Regions from separate parts of the Mus musculus genome. Here all the other regions are linked to region 3. A link is a contact called in public HiChIP or PLAC-seq and promoter capture Hi-C data. All regions are on one chromosome and are shown on one strand. The core of a region is the stretch at or near the end of the contact, and the rest is flanking DNA. Distances in the headings are between cores, read along the strand shown.

The links. HiChIP or PLAC-seq counts read pairs in DNA pulled down with a chosen protein or histone mark. Capture Hi-C pulls out chosen DNA fragments and counts their contacts.
Region 1: a contact with region 3 is called in an H3K27ac HiChIP or PLAC-seq map of embryonic stem cells, with 8 read pairs. The contact joins the promoter of Trp53cor1 here to the promoter of Cpne5 in region 3. A contact is called at or near these places in 7 of 39 promoter capture datasets (the HPC-7 cell line, cranial neural crest, frontonasal cranial neural crest and 4 more), 1 of 15 datasets of contacts at CTCF or cohesin (the NIH/3T3 cell line), 5 of 484 Hi-C or Micro-C datasets (the G1E-ER4 cell line, bone marrow-derived macrophages and embryonic stem cells), 20 of 115 datasets of contacts at active chromatin or transcription factors (the 230-238 cell line, the HPC-7 cell line, acute myeloid leukemia and 12 more) and 3 of 9 other capture datasets (adipose tissue, liver and pancreatic islet).
Region 2: a promoter capture Hi-C map of liver shows a contact between it and region 3. The contact joins the promoter of Pim1 here to the promoter of Cpne5 in region 3. A contact is called at or near these places in 4 of 39 promoter capture datasets (cranial neural crest, embryonic stem cells, frontonasal cranial neural crest and 1 more), 8 of 115 datasets of contacts at active chromatin or transcription factors (embryonic basal ganglia, embryonic forebrain, embryonic midbrain and 4 more) and 4 of 9 other capture datasets (adipose tissue, embryonic stem cells, liver and 1 more).

The regions. Positions count from the first base shown.
Region 1 is chr17:29,077,706-29,081,196 of GRCm38.p6, reverse strand. It overlaps Trp53cor1 (tumor protein p53 pathway corepressor 1), which reads left to right and starts at 2,071. Exons shown (of 2, transcript NR_036469.2): 1 at 2,071-2,306.
Region 2 is chr17:29,489,010-29,492,208 of GRCm38.p6, reverse strand. It overlaps Pim1 (proviral integration site 1), which reads right to left and starts at 1,424. Exons shown (of 6, transcript NM_008842.4): 1 at 984-1,424; 2 at 778-884; 3 at 639-689; 4 at 178-544. The coding sequence starts at 1,065. It overlaps Gm26885 (predicted gene, 26885), which reads left to right and starts at 665. Exons shown (of 4, transcript NR_168683.1): 1 at 665-1,032.
Region 3 is chr17:29,236,062-29,239,215 of GRCm38.p6, reverse strand. Cpne5 (copine V) reads left to right here and starts at 1,426. Exons shown (of 21, transcript NM_153166.2): 1 at 1,426-1,603. The coding sequence starts at 1,509.

The DNA.
Region 1 (3,491 bases), core at 822-3,321, 160 kb after region 3:
TGTCAGGGCCAAAGGAAACTCCAGCTCCCTGGACTCTGGCTGCTAGGCAAAAGCCAGCATTCCTTAGTCACCTGTGAAGCCAGTTTCCCATTTCAAAGGAACCATTTCCCTTATCGCTGGCAGAAGTGATAAATGGCTATCTGTGATGCCTGTTAGCATACCAAAGGCCATGCTGGTCTCCAGGCTCCGTATCACTGGTTCGGGTTGCAAGGAGTTTCTCACCTCCTCCCCTAAACTCCCTCCCCTCAGCTACTCCTTTGTCCTGTAACCATTTCAGCCCTGCTCCCTCTTGTCCCCGCCCTTTTTCTGTCTTCCTCCTCCCCCTTCTCGCTCTCCATCTATGTCCTGCCCCCTTCTGCTTCTCTCTGACCAGATCTAGTCCGCTAGCCATCCTCTCTCCTTCTCCTCCCTCTCCCACTTCTCCCCCTCCCTCTTCCCTCCCCCTCCCTCTCCTTTTCCCTTCCTCCCTCCCTCTGCTCTGGACTCTTCGAAATGCCGGCTCTCTCCCTCATATCTACAATTTAAAAAAAAAAAATCTCAGGCTGGAGAGACAGCTCAGTGGTTAAGAGCACTGACTGCTCTTCCAGGGGTCCTAAGTTCAATTCCCAGCAACCACATAGTGGCTGTCAACCATTTATAATGCGTTCTGATGCTCTTCTGACATGCAAGTGTACATGCAGATAGAACACCATACACATAAAAATAAATAAATAAATTTTTAAAAGAAGAAAATAGAGACCAGGACAGTGGGCATCTCTGGGGAGAGGAGCTGGTCTCCTGTACTGTCTACTCCCAGGATGGCACAAATGAAGTACACACACATACATTCAGGCAAAACACCTATACAAATCAAAACAAATAAATATAAAAAATTAATATTCTTTTATTCTATTTTTTTTATTCTTTTTCTTTTTTTTTTTTGGTTTTTTGAGACAGGGTTTTTCTGTAGCCCTGGCTGTCCTGGAACTCACTCTGTAGACCAGGCTGGCCTCGAACTCAGAAATCCGCCTGCCTCTGCCTCCCGAGTGCTGGGATTAAAGGCGTGCGCCACCACGCCCGGCTCTATTCTATTTTTTAAAAAGATTTAGTTATTTATTATATGTAAGTACACTGTAGCTGTCTTCAGACACCCCAGAAATAGGTATCAGATCCTATTATGGATGGTTCAGAGCTACTACGTGGTTGCTGGGATTCGAACTCAGTACCTCTGGAAGAGCAGTCAGTGCTCTTAACCGCTGAGCTGTCTCTCCAGCCCTATCCTATCTTTTAACTGCATTATTTCTTGTGTGTCGACATACACTGGAACAAGACAACATTAGGGAAGGTCAAAGGACAACATTCAGGCTCAGTTCTCTCCTTCTACCATCCAGGTTCTGAGGCTCAAACAGGGCTTGCCAACCTTGGCGGCAAGCTCCTGAGTCCACTGAACCATCTCACCAGCCCTTAGGATCTTTACGTGACAATGAACACAATTAAAAACTATACTTCGCTGGGCAGTGGTGGCGCACGCCTTTAATCCCAGCACTTGGGAGGCAGAGGCAGGCAGATTTCTGAGTTCTAGGCCAGCCTGGTCTACAAAGTGAGTTCCAGGACAGCCAGTATACAGAGAAACCCTGTCTCAAAAAACCAAGGGGAAAAGCAAAACAAAACAAAACACTATACTTCACAGCCAGATATGATGGGGCAAGGCTTCAGTCCCAGCACTTGGGTGATGGAGACAGAAAGGTCCCAAGATCAAGGGCATCCTCCTCTACCTAGCAAGTTTGAGGCCATCCGTGGCAACAGGAGACTGTCTCAAAAAAAGTAAAAGAAGATTGGCTAACCCCATGAGCACATGGTGACCTGAAAATGTCTCCTGTTGATTAAAAGCCCTCTCTCCATCCTCAATGCCTGATTTAATCTCCCAGAACAGAGCGCCCCCCGGCCCCCATGTGGCCTCCAGTTCTTCCCCGGACTCTTCCACCTGCAGCACAGAGAGAAAGAACTCAGAATAGAAGTTGTTACTGTGCAGGGATGGGGGGAGGGGGGAGAGGCGGAGACTTGGGCAGCCGGCAGGCTTAGCTTCCCCTGGCAGTCTGACCCACACTCCCCACGCCCAGGACCAAGTCGCCTGAGCCCCATAGCCACAACTCTCTGCCGGCCTTGCCCGGGCTTGCCTTCGGTTGCATCATCTCCCAGCTTTGCCAGGGGTGCAGAAGTGAACCACCCACTCAGCGCTGGAAAAACCAGCTAATTATATCTCCAAAGACCCAGGGCAAGAACTTGTGGACAACCTCAGCTGGCCTGGCCTGTCCCACTCGCTTTCCGTGAGTGTCCTCGACTTATTTCTTTCTTTCTTTCTTTCTTTTTTTTTTTTTTTCCTCTCTCAAAATAATAACAATGACAGCTAGCACTGGGGAGCGAGGACATAGCCTTTTATTCCCACACTCCGCACAGGGAGTTTAGACCTGAAGATCCAGAGTTCAAAGTCATCCGCAGCTACATGGGAAGTTTTGAGGCCAGCCTGGACTACGTGACGATAAAGAAAGGAGTCGGGGTCGTAGCTCAGTTGGTAGAGAGCTTGACTAGCGTACAGGAAATCCCGGGTTCCATTCTAAGCACTACAAAAACCGGGCTTGGTAGGTTATCCCTGAACTCCAGAGGTGGGGGCTGGATGCCCAGATAGCGGCATACTAAGTTTCAGCCCTCCGCCTGAGTTATGCGAGACCCTGTGTGGGAAAAAAAAAAAAAATCAAACTGAACAATGGCAAGCTACATAAAAACAAAACAAAAACAAATTGTCCTCGGGCTGTGCGGCTTTCTGCAAGAAGAGCCCCGCCTCCGCCACGGCCCCTCCAGGTTTTAGGAAACCTCAGCCAAGAGCTTGCCAACCGACCTCCCACTCCACCCCACCCCCACTCAGGGCTGTTAGCCTGAGCCGCTCCAAGCCTGGACCCACTGCAGTCAGCAGGATTGAGAAGACAAACACTGCTTTGACACCATCAATAGCAGCTGCTCGCTCCGCTCATTTCTTTTTCCAAATATCTTTAAAAATTCTATTTGTAGTATAGTCCAAAGTGCAGTTTCATTTTTCCATAATTTCCTGTATTTATTTTGTTGAGTCCGTAATACATTCCCAGGAATAACAGTCAAAAGATGAAAAAGGATGTTGGTTAAAAACAAAAACAAAAGTCTTTCCGGACCCCAGACAAACCCCCACCCTCCAGCCACCATTTCCTTCCCAGAGGTAGTAGCGGCACACATAACCTGTGTCTACTTCCAGAGAGAGCCCTCTGGTTGAAACAGTTGACCAGCAGATGGCCTATAGAATCCAGAACTTTTCCATGCTGGATGCACCATGGACTTCTTTTCTTCTTCTTCTTCTTCTTCTTCTTCTTCTTCTTCTTCTTCTTCTTCTTCTTCTTCCTTCTCCTTCTCCTTCTCCTTCTCCTTCTCCTTCTCCTTCTCCTTCTCCTTCTCCTTCTCCTTCTCCTTCTCCTTCTCCTTCTCCT
Region 2 (3,199 bases), core at 175-2,674, 250 kb before region 3:
GTTCGTTCAACCAGCTCGAAATCCCCGGCTGTACTATGCCGGGAAGCTCGCCTCTGCCCCACCCCTGCCAGCTCTGAGCCAGGCGGCCCAATGACCTTTACAAAGGGCCGGAGCCGAGGCCGCCAGAGGCTTCCAGGCCGGCACCTTGGGCAGCTCCCTCCCCGGGGCCTGGCTCACCATCAAAGTCCGTGTAGACTGTGTCCTTGAGCAGCGCCCCCGACCCGAAGTCGATGAGTTTGATTTCGCCGCGGCTCAGGTCGATTAAGATGTTCTCGTCCTTGATGTCGCGGTGGAGAACCCCGCAGTTGTGGCAATGCCGCACGGCCTCCAGCACCTGCCAGAAGAATCCTCGGGCCAGGTCCTCCTGTAGGGCTCCTCGTTCGGTGATAAAGTCGAAGAGGTCTTGCACCGGTTCGGGCCTCTCCAGGATCAGCACGAAACTATCGGGCCTCTCGAACCAGTCCAGAAGTCTAATGACGCCCGAGAAGTCCGAGCTCACCTTCTTCAACAGGACCACTTCCATGGGCACTCGGGTGCCATTGGGCTGCAGAGTGAGGGCGAGGGTTAGCGCGCCGGTTCCGGCACGCCCGTCGCCACCCACCCACCCATGAGAGGGTCTCTGGCTCCGGCTCACTCACCAGTTCTCCCCAATCGGAAATCCGGTCCTTCTCCACGTGCTTAATGGCCACCTGGAAGAAGACCCCCGAGTCTCCATCAGACCCTCCTGCTCAAAGCATCCCTCCGCGCGCCCTCCCCGAGGCGGCGTTGCCCACTCACCGGCAAGTTGTCGGCGACGCGGATGCCAGAGTAGACCGAGCCGAAGCCACCGCTGCCCAACAGCGGGCCCACCTGGTACTGCGACTCCAGGGGCTCCTTCTCTTTGCCTAGGAAAGAGGCACGGGACACTCAGCGCGCTCGACCCACGCGGGGGTCTCCCGGCGTCCCAACGACCCGCGCGCCCAGGGTGGGGTGGGGACACTCACCCGGCGCCAGCTTGGTGGCGTGCAGGTCGTTGCAGGGCGCGGCGCGCAGGTGGGCCAGGGAGTTGATCTTGGACAGGAGCATCCCCACCTCCAGGGTGTCGGTGCGGCGCCGGTGCCGGGACGAGCAGCAGCGGCGGCGGAGCGAGCTGGGGCTGAGCCGACGGCCGGGACTCAGACTGCGGGTGGCGTTGCGGCTCTGGCTGCGGCTGGCGCGCAAGGCCGAGGGCGAGTCGGAGGACGACTGAGGGCGCTGGCGGGGCTGGCCGCGGGCGGGTTCGCCGGCTGGGTCAGGCAGTGCGGGAGGCGGCAGGGCGAGAGGCGCTGCGGGACCCAGGGCTGCTGCTGACTGTGACTGCTGCTGCTGCTGCTACTGCCGATCCCGCCGCCGGCACTGCCGACTCCCCTCCAGCCTCCTCCGCCGCCACGGCCGCTGCTGCAGACGCCCGGCTCGCCCCGCCGCCAGGAGTAAAGGGGCGGAGCGCGCCGCTGGGGAGGGCGCGCGCGGCGGGCGGGGACGGGGCGGGGCCTCTCCGGGAGGCCGAGGTGGGGAGCCGGGCTGGCTCGGCGGCGGAGGGCGGAGAGGGGGCGGGGAGGCGGCGGGACCAGGGCCGCTCCCCTCCGCTCCGCCCCCTCGCGGCTACACCCCTCTCCCCGGCCCCGCCCTCGGGCGCGGCTTCAGCCAACCAGAAGACGCCCTATTTGCATAAGGCGTTGCGGGCCCCGCCTCTCGCCTCGCGGTCAGAATGGTCGCTAACGCCGCCACGACGTGGCGGGAAGGAAAAGGCGCCAAAACGGAGGGGGAGGGGCGCTGGGCGTGCAGGGAGGCGGGAGCTGGGTGGCGCGCGCGGGCGGGGGAGGAAGGATGGGGAGGGGCGTATCGATTCAAACCCAAACAATAACAAAGCCATCAAAGGCCGCCCGAGGCCAGCTCTGCCGGCTCTGTGTTTCCCGGAGATTTGGGTTGTGGAGGGGGGTCGAGGATTGGAGCTGGAGCGTAGCAAGTTGTGAGAAATGGAAGGGCGTTGGTGTGGCGGGCGCGGAAGCCATGAGTAGGGACCGCGTGTGTGTGGATGCCGACCAGGGTGGTCCTCTGGTGTGACTCAGCCCGGAGACCTCCAAGGCTGCTGGGGCGGGTTGACGATGTTATGTGGGCTAGATCCTGGGGGTGATGATTGTGTTTTTGGGGGCGAAGGCTGTGCAAGACGTGAGTCACCGGCATTTTGCACACCGAGGCCAGTCACAGGCCTGCGAGGAAAAGTGGGGGAGACCTGGGATGCGAGGAGCCGGTGACAAAGATTCTCAATTTAGAAATGCAGAGAGAATTAGAAGGGACCCGGGGTACCTGATCCCCTCGGTCCATGTCCGAGCGCCTGAGAGAGGAAATCACGACACAAACGTTAGCTTTCTCTTGCCAAATGCTGCCTCAGCCCCTTCTGAGAGGGCGGGAGGAGCAGGAAAATTCCTGATCGCGGGCGAGGGTGGGAGGGTGCCGCTGGGTTTAATCAGAGGTTGTTGCGGTAGTTACCTTCTCATCAGCTTGGTATTAGCAGTCAGGCGATACCAGATATTATTGGCCCCCACCCCAGCCTTGTCTCAAAGGAAAGTCCCCACATGCACGTGGAAATACCACGGAAAGCTAGCCGAGTCCGCTTTCATCTTTTGTCCTTTTGAACTTCATGGAGAGTTGATAACGACGTGTGGAAATGGGTAAACTCTCATTCTGTGTAATCCATATAAACTGAGATACTGGTGGCCAGAGTCATGGACAGCCAGCTACACCCCTTGTTCGTTATTTTTGTTGTTGTTCTTAGGTCTGAGAGATCTTTAAAGGAGGAACGAGCCTGTTGTGGATGTAGTCATTAGCGCACGCGTTTAAATGCTTCCTTTACAAGTTTTCCATGCTGCTTATAAAGATGCCCAGAGACTCCATAACTTTTATGGATGCCTCTTACAAAACATTACATATTTCCCTTTGTTTGTGTTCTGTGGACTAACTCATTCATTTCTGATGACGAAAGGAGAAAAACCCAGGGGAAGGAGAATTACTTCCTTTTTTGCAGATAGGAAAATGACTCGTCACTGGGATGACACAGGGTCATACGACAGCAGAGAGAATGGCCCAAATTCTGCTCCTGAGGGTTCAGAGCTCTCCCTTTAATCAGCCTAAAAACATCTATGGCACTGGTATTGAGCAGGCAATCAGAAAACAGGTATGC
Region 3 (3,154 bases), core at 177-2,676:
CCCCAGGCAACAGAACTGAGTCCAGCTGATCTGGAGCCCTAGGTAAACAGGAATCACTTGTGCAGGTCCAAGGAAGGTGTTCTGTTTGTCTTCAACTCGGGCTCTGACTGACGTTTTGAAAATTGATTTCAAACGGCGTTCGGGTGCACCTGCTCGGAATGCCCGGCTGCCAGAAGGCCACCACCGATAGCGACAGGCATCCACGATGTATGAGGTGGTGGGTGAGGAAGTTGCCGCTGCTCCGCGCGTCTTGTCTCAGCTAAGCTTACACCGAGGCTGAGGAGGGGCCACGGGTGGATTTGCTGGAGAGGAAACTCCGTGCACAGCTGGCTTGGCGCTGCAACCCCAGGCCCAGAGGGCAGGCTGAGCCTGGGAAGTCTGCCTGAGAGATGCTTTGACGCTCCCCTCGCTTCCCAGTGCAGGGCTCTGAGCCTGGTATACTGGGTTGCTGGTTGCAAAGCCCAGGGAGCTGAGGCCAGCCACTTGGTCTAGTGGAGGAAGCTTCCAGACAGACCCGGGGGTTGGCTCGGCCCCTGTGGTCACGAAGAGAGAAGGAGGAGGAGGACGACGAAGGAGCTGGGTAAAGGTTCAGGCGACTAGCCAAGACCAGGCTTTGCGGACACCAGAGGCAGATGGGCAAGCTCCCACTGACCCACCCTACGTCGGAAACCAGACCAGCCTTCCTGGCACCAGGCTGATCGCCGCCTCCCCAAAAGGAGGTGGAGGGTGGAGGGCTTAGACCCTCCGGTGGCGGTGCGCACACTCAGCCGAGCCCTCTTCCCCGAACCCCGCCTAGACGCTGCCCAAACAGGTGCCCCTTGGACCGTTCCCCTCCCCCAGCACGCAGACCCCGGCTGGACAAGTGGGGTGGGGGAACTTGCGCAGAGGGCGGCGCGCGCCCTGGGACCGTCTCTGGCTGTCGCCAGCCCTGTCCCCGTCATCCGGAGCCGCGTCCCCACGCCTGCCACGCGCGTGCACACACACGCGCGCACACTCACACACTCACACATTGCTCCCACACTCGCCCCGCGCAGACCCCGCCCTGGCCCCGCCCCGGCCCCTGCGGGCGGCCCCTCCGGCGCCCGCGGACCCCGCACGCTGCGCGCGCCTGGCGGGAGGCGCTGGCGGCGACTCAGGGTACATTTGATTTTCCCGCAGTCCAGGGCACCCCGGAGCCGGAGCCCTAGCAGAGGACGTGGCGCTGCGCCCCAAGCCCGAGGCGGCTCAGTCCTCGTCCCCCATCCCCGAGTCCCCACGCCCCCTCAGGGGACCCCTCCCCGCTGCGCCTGGGTTCCCTCGCCGCGCCCCCCCTCCCCGCAGCAGCTCTCGCGCCCCGTTTCTCCTCGGGCCCCCGCTCTCCGCCCTCTTCCCGCTCGCACTTCCCACGCCCCCTCTTCGCGCTCCTCTCCTCCCCTGGCCGCCCAGCCCAGGGCTGCAGCCGCTCCGGAGGAGGCGTGAATCGCGCAGGAATATTGACTAATTTGGGTGGGGTGGGGGGACGGTGGGCGATGGAGCAACCCGAGGACATGGCGTCGCTCAGCGAGTTCGACTCCTTGGCGGGCAGCATCCCGGCTACCAAGGTGGAGATCACGGTGTCATGCAGGTGAGCCGCCCGCGGTTCGGGGGTGGGGGGGGACCCTGCCCCGCCCCTGGGCCGGAATCCCTCTTTCTCTGTAGCTTTCAGCCTTTGCTTAGCGAGCCTGCTTTTCACTGTTCTCGTCTCCCGGGCGCCCCGCTGCCTGTCTTCGGAGACCCCCTGCCCAGCGGCGGGTGGCGATGGCTGAATGGGCAGCCAGGCAGGGGTCAGGTTCCCAGAAAGTTTGCATTCGGAGCTGTTGCTTCCAGGACAGGAGGAAGACACGGAAACAGGGGTCCCAGCAGCAGAGTGGGAAGGGGAGGAGCCGCTCCAGGGTCTCCACTCTGGCTTTCTCCCTGATTTATCTTTCCCCAAAAGGAGAATTGAGAGGGACTGGCGCCATTCCTCCCAGGCATGACCCTCTGTGCCTCCCGTGACCTCCTTTCTCCCCCTACCCTGGCCTTTGCCCCAGCCTTCTCCCTCTCCTCCACTGTCTTAGAACCCAGGATTTGAAAGCCTCTTGCTTTAGCCTCCAGCAAGAAGGATCAACCGGGACAAGAGTCTCAGAGAGCAGGAAGCCTTGCCGAACTTAGGAGTGGTGTGGCGCCATTAAAAACCAGTAACTCTGATGGGAAAATCTTAAGCCAAAGGAGCGAAGGGCTGATGAGGAAGTGTCAGAATCCCCAGGCAAGAGGGGGAGGAAGGAGTTTGTTTTGTAGGCTGCCACCTCCAAGTCCCCAGTAATGCCATACTGGTTGGCCTTCTCTGTGGGGCTGGGCCTCTCAGGTTCTCTTAATAGGCTGCCCCGAGGCTGGACAGGCATGTGGCTGGCCCTAGGCACACTGCTTTGATAGGTTTGTGAAGAACATTGTGGTCCAGATATAACTCACTGGAGGTCCTGGCAATGGCCCATATAGCATTTCCAGAGCCCCATCGCACCCTTGTTCCAAACCACGCACCTTGGCTTTATGGTGCTGTTGGGTCAGATATTGTCCACCTCATCTCTGAGTTACTGAATTGAGACATTGGGCAAGTGTCCATATGTCCCGAGATGCTAGCCTCGGGTGTGAAAGAGGATGGATTCTGGGAAACTGCCTCCTGAGGACTTGAAGTGAGAGCTGCTGAGGTGGTGTCCCCAGCCAGGCTCTCTAGGGGACTACTGCGGTGACTCCCAGATGTGTGTCCATCCCCCACACCTCAGTCCCACACAGAGACAATTTGAACATGCCTTTACTCTGCTGGGAGCTTCCTGATGGCCCATCAGCTCTGTCTCACCTCCTCAGCTGTCAGCAGCTGTTAGCTTGCCCTCCTTCTGCACACAGCCCTGCCTCCCGCCTTCAATCACGCCTGTCGCCTTCAGACTCTTGAGTTGTCTCCCAGAGCCTTCCCACCTCTGAGCTCCTGAACAGCCTGTTCCCTACCCGGAAAGGGCTTTGTGCTTTCCACTTCCAGGGGCATCCTTTTGTCCCGAAAGACACCAGCCTACAGCACCGGCTTCTACATCTCCAGGACCCTGAGTGCAGAGCCTCTGAGTGAGCATGGGAGACGGGATCGTTCCCGTAAGAGTCTTCCACTCCA